Linked DNA regions of Arachis hypogaea: region 2 is linked to region 1. A link is a contact called in public Hi-C data. All regions are on one chromosome and are shown on one strand. Each heading gives the region's core, a stretch centred on a gene start, on an enhancer-like site or on the middle of the called end of the contact. The rest is flanking DNA. Distances are from core to core; before and after follow the strand shown. Region 1 holds the start of LOC140180490. Region 2 has its middle 17 kb from the start of LOC112764501.

What was found. A called contact is a pair of places that touch in the nucleus more often than the background predicts.
Region 2: a Hi-C map of leaf shows a contact between it and region 1, with 2.1 times the contacts expected there. The contact joins the enhancer-like site here to the promoter of LOC140180490 in region 1. A contact is called at or near these places in 4 of 8 Hi-C or Micro-C datasets (leaf and an unstated tissue).

Annotation. Positions count from the first base shown.
Region 1 is chr17:11,592,205-11,595,645 of arahy.Tifrunner.gnm2.J5K5, forward strand. LOC140180490 reads right to left here and starts at 1,532. Exons shown (of 3, transcript XM_072221692.1): 1 at 1,257-1,532; 2 at 706-1,058; 3 at 1-474. The coding sequence starts at 1,532. LOC112762804 reads right to left here. Exons shown (of 1, transcript XM_025808641.1): 1 at 3,011-3,441. The coding sequence ends at 3,011.
Region 2 is chr17:11,628,641-11,632,300 of arahy.Tifrunner.gnm2.J5K5, forward strand. No RefSeq gene overlaps it. Among protein-coding and RNA genes, the nearest start is that of LOC112764501, 17 kb to the right of the region's middle. Within about 2 kb of position 1,746, at least 1 of the 3 cell types and tissues checked has open chromatin away from gene starts, as enhancers often do.

The DNA.
Region 1 (3,441 bases), core at 282-2,781:
ACTACTCTTTTGTTGTGTCTTCGCTCTAGGTATCGTTTTCTGGCTCGCTGCTTTATGGCGAAAACGTCTCTGTCTTCTTCTACAAGGTCCAATTCGGCTGTCCGAGCTTGTTGATTATTTGGTTGATTATAGAGCTCGGTCCTTAACATTGGGACGCTGACCTCTACTGGAATGAGCGCTTCTGCGCCATATACCAATTTGAAGGGAGTTTCCCCTGTGGCAGATTGGATGCTGGTGTTGTAACTCCATAGAATTTCTGGAATGAGGCCGGCCCGCTCTCCTTTAGCTTCGTCGAGCTTTTTCTTTAATCCATGCAAGATAATTCTGTTAGCTGATTCAACTTGTCCGTTAGTCTGCGGGTGCTGTACTGAGCTGAAGTGATGTTTAATGTTAAAATTTGTCAGAAAAGTGGCGAGCTTATGATCTGTGAATTGTCTCCCGTTATCCGAGATTATTTCTCTTGGGATACCGTATCTGCATATGATATTTTTCCATAGAAAAGATCGCACTTTTTCTGCTGTTATGTGTGCTAGTGGTTGTGCTTCTATCCACTTAGAGAAGTAGTCAATTGACACTAAGAGGAACTTTACCTGGCCTGGCGCTTTCGGAAAAGGTCCGAGGATATCCAATCCCCACCTATCGAAAGGCCAGCTTACCTCTATGGTATGGAGCTCCTCGGCTGGGGTCTCTTATAGGGTGGCGTGCCTTTGACAATTATCACATGATTTGACCTTTGTGATGCAGTCCCGTTTTATCGTCGGCCAATAGTATCCTGTTCGCAAGATCTTTGCTGCTAATGCTCGGCCGCCGATATGGTTGCCACAGACTCCTTCATGCGTTTCAGCCATAACTTCCTCGGCTTCCTCTTTGCTGATGCACTTGAGTAGTGGTTGTGAATGTCCCCGCCTGTATAGGGTGTTTCCGAGCACTGTATAGAAGCTTGCTCTTCTTCGGAAGAGCGGTAAGTTTGGTTCATCATTTGGCATAGTGCCTGTGTTGATGTAATCGAGAAAAGGTGTTCGCCAATCTGGGACCTGTGTAATGCTCAAAATTGTATCCTGCTCAAAACTTGGTTTGTCAAGTGTTAGATGGGACAGTGCCGATGTGTTTTCGACTTGCCGAGTTGTGGCTAACTTAGATAACACATCGGCCCTGGTGTTTTGTTCTCGGTTTACATGAATAATATTGAATTCTTTAAATTTTGAAATTAGATCCTTTGTTATGAGCCAATATTTCTCTAACAAAGGATCTTTTACCTGGAATTTGCCCTTTATTTGATGTACCACTAACGAAGAGTCGCAGTAGGCTGTTATTCGAGGTATGTGTAGTTGCAGGGCGAGCTTTAGTCCAGCAAGTAGGGCCTCGTATTCTGCCTGATTGTTGCTTGCGTTGAAGCAGAACTGTAGTGACTGCTCGGCCACCACTTTGTCTCCTTCTTTTAGTAGTATCCCTGCTCCACTGCCTTCTTTGTTTGACGCTCCATCCACATGTATGCTCCAACTGACCTCTGTATTATGTGTGTCATTAGTCATCTCCGATATAAAGTCGGCTAGCACCTGTGACTTCAGTGTTTTCCTTGATTCGTAATGAATATCGAACTCGGAGAGTTCGACCGACCACTTTATCAATCTGCCGGCGAGCTCGGGTCTGGTTAATATCTGCCTTAGCGGTTGGTCCGTTCGTACTATGATTGTGTGGCTCTATAAATAGTGCCGCAGTCTTCTTGCTGTGGTGATTAGTGCTAGCGCCAGTTGTTCTATCTTCGGGTACTGTGTTTCTATTGGTTGTAGTACCCTACTGATGAAGTATACTGGGTTTTGCTTTCTTCCTGTTTCTGTTACTAAGACCGAGCTTATAGCATGGTTAGATATTGATAGGTATAAATACAGTGGCTTACCTGTCTCTGGCCTTTAGAGGATTGGTGGTGATGTTAGGTGTTGTTTGAGTTCGGTAAAAGCATTCTCACATTCGTCTGTCTAGTTGAACTTCCTGCCTTTAGAGAATGTCTGGAAAAAGTGATAAGATCGCTTTGCCACTGCGGGTAGGAAACGTGATAGAGCAGCGATTCGTCCTGCAAGTTGCTGGACTTTCTTTACCGTTTTTGGGCTTGCCATGTTCAGTACGGCCTTGCATTTTTCTGGGTTGGCCTCGAGACGTTAACATGAATCCGAGGAACTTCCCTCCTTGTACTCCGAATGCACATTTGTCTGGATTGAGCCTCATGTTATATGCTCGGAGTTGTTTGAAGATTTCTACTAAGTCGTCACAGTGTGATCCCTGCATAGGTGTTTTGGCTACCATGTCATCTACATAGACCTCCATATTGCGGCCTATCTACTGCTGGAATACTCTGTCCATTAGCCTTTGGTATGTCGCACCTGCATTCTTTAGGCCAAAGGGCATTACCTTGTAACAAAAATTCCCATGTTCTGTTATAAAAGCTGTTTTGCTTTGGTCTTCTGGGTGCATTAGAATCTGGTTATAGCCAGAGTATGCATCCATAAAACTCAAAGCTTTGAAACCAGAGGCGTTATCAACTAATTTATCAATGCAAGGCAATGGGTATGCATCTTTAGGACAAGCTTTATTTAAGTTTGTAAAGTCGACGCACATGCGCCATTTACCTGAGCTCTTCCTTACCATTACCACGTTGGACAACCATGTGGTGAAGCGAATTTCTCTGATAAAGCCTGCATTGAGGAGCTTCTGGGTTTCTTCAAGTGGTGCTTGTTTTTTCTCCTCTCCGAGGTTCCTTTTCTTCTGTGCAACTGGTCGGATTATTTTGTCAATTGCTAGCTTGTGGCAGATGACTTCTGGGTTTATTCCAGGCATGTTATCTGGTGTCCATGCGAAAAGGTCGGCGTTCTCACGTAGTATGTGAATGAGTCTTGCCCGGTCTGCCCCTTCTAATGCTTCTCCAACATATGTGCATTGTTTGTCGTCTGCTGTTAGTGTTACTTGTTGAAGATTGTCCATTGGCCAAGGTCTTTCGCCGAGGTCTTCCCTTGGGTCAAGATCGGCTAGTGTCGCTGTTGGCAGACGTGTGGATTGCTTGAACCTGGGGCCGAGCTTCATGTTTTGTTTGAACTGGTTTTAAGCCGGCGTTGTAGCATTGCCGAGCTTCTTGATGATCGGCATATACCGTGGCGATCTTGTTTTCCTGCACTGGGAACTTGACACACAGATGTAATGTGAACACCACTGCCCGGAATAAATTCAGGGCAGGTCTCCCAAGTATAATATTGTAAGGGCTGTAACAGTTTACTATTAGGTATTGAATATCAATTGACTTTGACATAGGAATTTCTCCCATTGTGGTCTTTAGCCATATGTGTCCCATGATGGGGACTCTCTCTCTGGAGAACCCAATTAGTTCTCCGGAGGAGGGTTGTATCAATTTTTCTGATAATTTCATTTTTGTAAAAGTAGAGTAAAATAAAA
Region 2 (3,660 bases), core at 496-2,995, 37 kb after region 1:
GATTCATTTGAGTGTCAAAAGCTTTCTTAATTTGTTCTTAGCTTGTTCTAGAAGAAGGGACTACTTAGATCCTAAGATGGGCAGACACTTCAACTTTGGTGGCGGACTCCGAGTGAGTGGTTTTATTTATGCGGACTTTGACAGTTAAATTTGTCGTAAAAATTACTTCTTCTAAAAATTTAAATCAATAAAAAGAGGTGTAATTTTTGACACGTTTTTTACACAAAATTTTTTTTTTGAATTTGCATAAATTTTTTAATAGAGATTTTTTAATTTTTTATTTTATTTTATTTTATTAGAGAATAATAGAAATCAAACTTTAGACTTTTTTATCTAAAAACTTTAATATCATATTATAAATTTATTTTTTTTAAAAAATTTAAATTAATAAAAATATATACATAATAATTAAATTTCTAACAAAAATGAGAAAAAATCTAAGAAATAAAAATGGAATAAACATGTAATAGATTAGTAATATGACCACTATGTATAGGATATGATAAATGTGAAGAAAATTATATGGAATCAAGAGAATTTTCCTTAGTGTAAAAACTATGAATTCTCTACATCTTATTAATTTCATGAATAACGATCTCTCCGATTTTATTAGTTATTGGGGTCTAGGGGAAAAAATGGAACTAATATTTTTTTTATCATAAAATTATTTTTTCTAATTGTTTAAATTAATAAAAAGATATAATATGAATCGTTATATCTCTAACACTCATCCTTAAGTAAGAACCTTTTTTGAATTCGTTTAATTTTTTATATAATTTTTTTTATACTATTTTTTCCATTTTTGAAGTTTACCAAAAATTAAACTTTAAATTTTTTAAACATAAAATTTTGATACCATATCATAAATTAATAGAAGAAAGAGACAATTTAAATATTTATATTTCTAATATTTTTTAACTAATAATAAATCTTTTTTTATTTTTCTTTTTTCTCCACAAAAATAATTTAAATTTATATTTTTGTCCATCCACTAGTTTATATATTGATTGATTGTTGATGAAAAGAAATATAGTTTTTTAACAAAATCATTAATTATAATGCTAACACGTGTTGTGAAAGATGAAAAAAGTCCCCTCCAAAATGAATGGCATATGAGAATGTAATGTAATAGAAACCACGTATTTATCTTTTCCACTCGCACATATCTAGTGTGATTCTGTGCTCAAATCAAGTGCAGAAGAAACAACTATCAATACTACTCGGATATTAAAATCGGCCACTAAAATTAATTATTAATTATTTGTATATAAATATAAATATAATTTAATTTATTTTTAATATATATTTATATTTTATTTATTTTATACTAATAACTATTTTTTATAATTGATTTTGGTATACATATAATATAATCAAAGAAAAAAACATATCTTAATTATGTCAACTAATTAATCTCAAATGTCAATGGTAATGCATTCAGCAAATCACTAAGAATATCAACGCAAAAAACAAAAGGAAAAAGCAATCCTAACCCTAATAATAGGTTGAAAGTGTTGAGAGTATAGAGCACATAGCATCATATATGGAACGTTTCAAGGCCAGGGGGAGGGAATGGAATTTCCGATCCATGTTCAAGATTTTGATGTTGTTGCTATTCTAATATGATTTTATCATATAATTGTAACATAATTCATCACTACTTCACTTTTAAGATAGTGACATAAGCCCTTTTAATTTTCCCCTTAATTGACATATTTCTAGCTTTTCTCTCTCTTTGAGTGATGCTATATTAGGCTTAACACACTCCTTACCAAGGCCAATAATTAATTAAGAATTGAGAGCAATGGTTCTAGCTTTTATGAAATGACAAAAGCTAAAATGTTATTTCTAAAGAGAATTATATTGTGAATATCTTTTAGTTTTGATTATCATAAATGCTTAAATTTAATTCATTATTATTATTATTATTATTATTATTATTATTATGTCTATGTCCTAAAGGAGTCTCCTAATACAGCCATAAAAAGCTAAATTTGTATTTGATTATATCAATTTATTTGTAGGAGTAGATATTATCACATATATGTCAGCTATCAGCATTCTTTAAATTTTAAGCCGGAAAATTTTAGATAAGAGAGATAACATAAACATACATTTCTTTAGTTCTTAACATGTAGTTATTAATTACATGTTAATATGTCACATTAAATTTTGAAATGCGTGAACGATAATGACAATGAAAGATAAAATAACATGCATCTTGATGATTTGCGGTCAGTTTAGGAATAATTCGTACCACTTGTCATTTTTTGCAACACTCACCCCAAGCTTTTGTCTTGTTTTGCAGTGTTCATTAACCACATTCAAGTAATATACTCCACTCATAATATAAAATATTTTACCTTATCGTTTAATTATATTAATTTTGAATAATTATTCATATAATTAATATAAAAAATAATTATTTTTAATGATATAATATTACGTAATAAAATAAATATATTTTTTAAATTAAATTTTAAGAATATAATTAAAAAAATAAAATTATACACATGAAAAACTCTCACCAGGATAAAAAAATTATTACCTTTTTAATTTATCGGTTAAAATTTTTTATTATGAAAAAAATGTGTATAATTTAATTTTATTAGTTGTGCGTGTATTTTTATTTTGATATGAGAATCAGTAATTAGATCTACTGATTATTTTGTAAGTTAATTTTTAAAATTTTTTAATATCAAATTCGAAGATTCGATTTGTTTGTAGTGATTTTTTTTTTTAAAAAATTATAAATTGGAGGGTCTAATTTTTATTCCTAACAAATTCGATATCCGATTTTTGTTTTTAAAAAAAATTGGACAGTCTAATTTTTATCTTTTAAATAAAAAAATTTTATATTTAAAAATAACATTCTTATAATCTATGATCCTAAAAAATACTATTTTCACCCCCAAATATAAAAAATAATTTCCGTAATCTATCTTGTCCTTCAGCATCACTTCATTTCCAATTTTGTTTGTTTGTTCATTTGTATCTGTCCTCTCTCTTATTGATTTCCCTGCCGTGTGCGAATGTCTAATTCTCTTCACTAATTTGTTGTGGTTCAACAATTTCAGTCAAATCATAAAATCAAAGATAAATAGATAATGTTGGTGTAAGCTACATAGTGCAATGCATTGAATGCATGTTGGTTCTTCTTTCTAAGTCTTCCATGACCAACAATTAATCCTAATTATTCTTTATCATAATTAATTTTTTCAATAGATAAAAAATTAACCATTCAAATCTAAAACATTATATGTGAATCATTCAAACAACTACTATTACAAATAGTGGGTTCATGCATGCATTCAATGAAAACAATCAATTGCTTCTATATGATAAGCCCATGTTATCTCTGTCCATTCCTAATTTTATTTTGATGTGATCCAATGCATCCCTTCAAGATGCACTGAAACCATTGCATTATAGCAACCAGAAATGTCTTTTCACTATAAGAGATATTTTCTTTTCTTTTCAACGTTGAATTGAAATTTTGCATCACCACTCCCAGATACTCTTCACCTATGTACATGTACAATTTCAAATGTGTTCTTAGTTTTATTTTAATATATTACTAATTAACATTTGACTTACGTAAATTTTAAAATTTTTTTTTACATGGGTTATGTATTAAAAATATAATTATTTATGTTACTT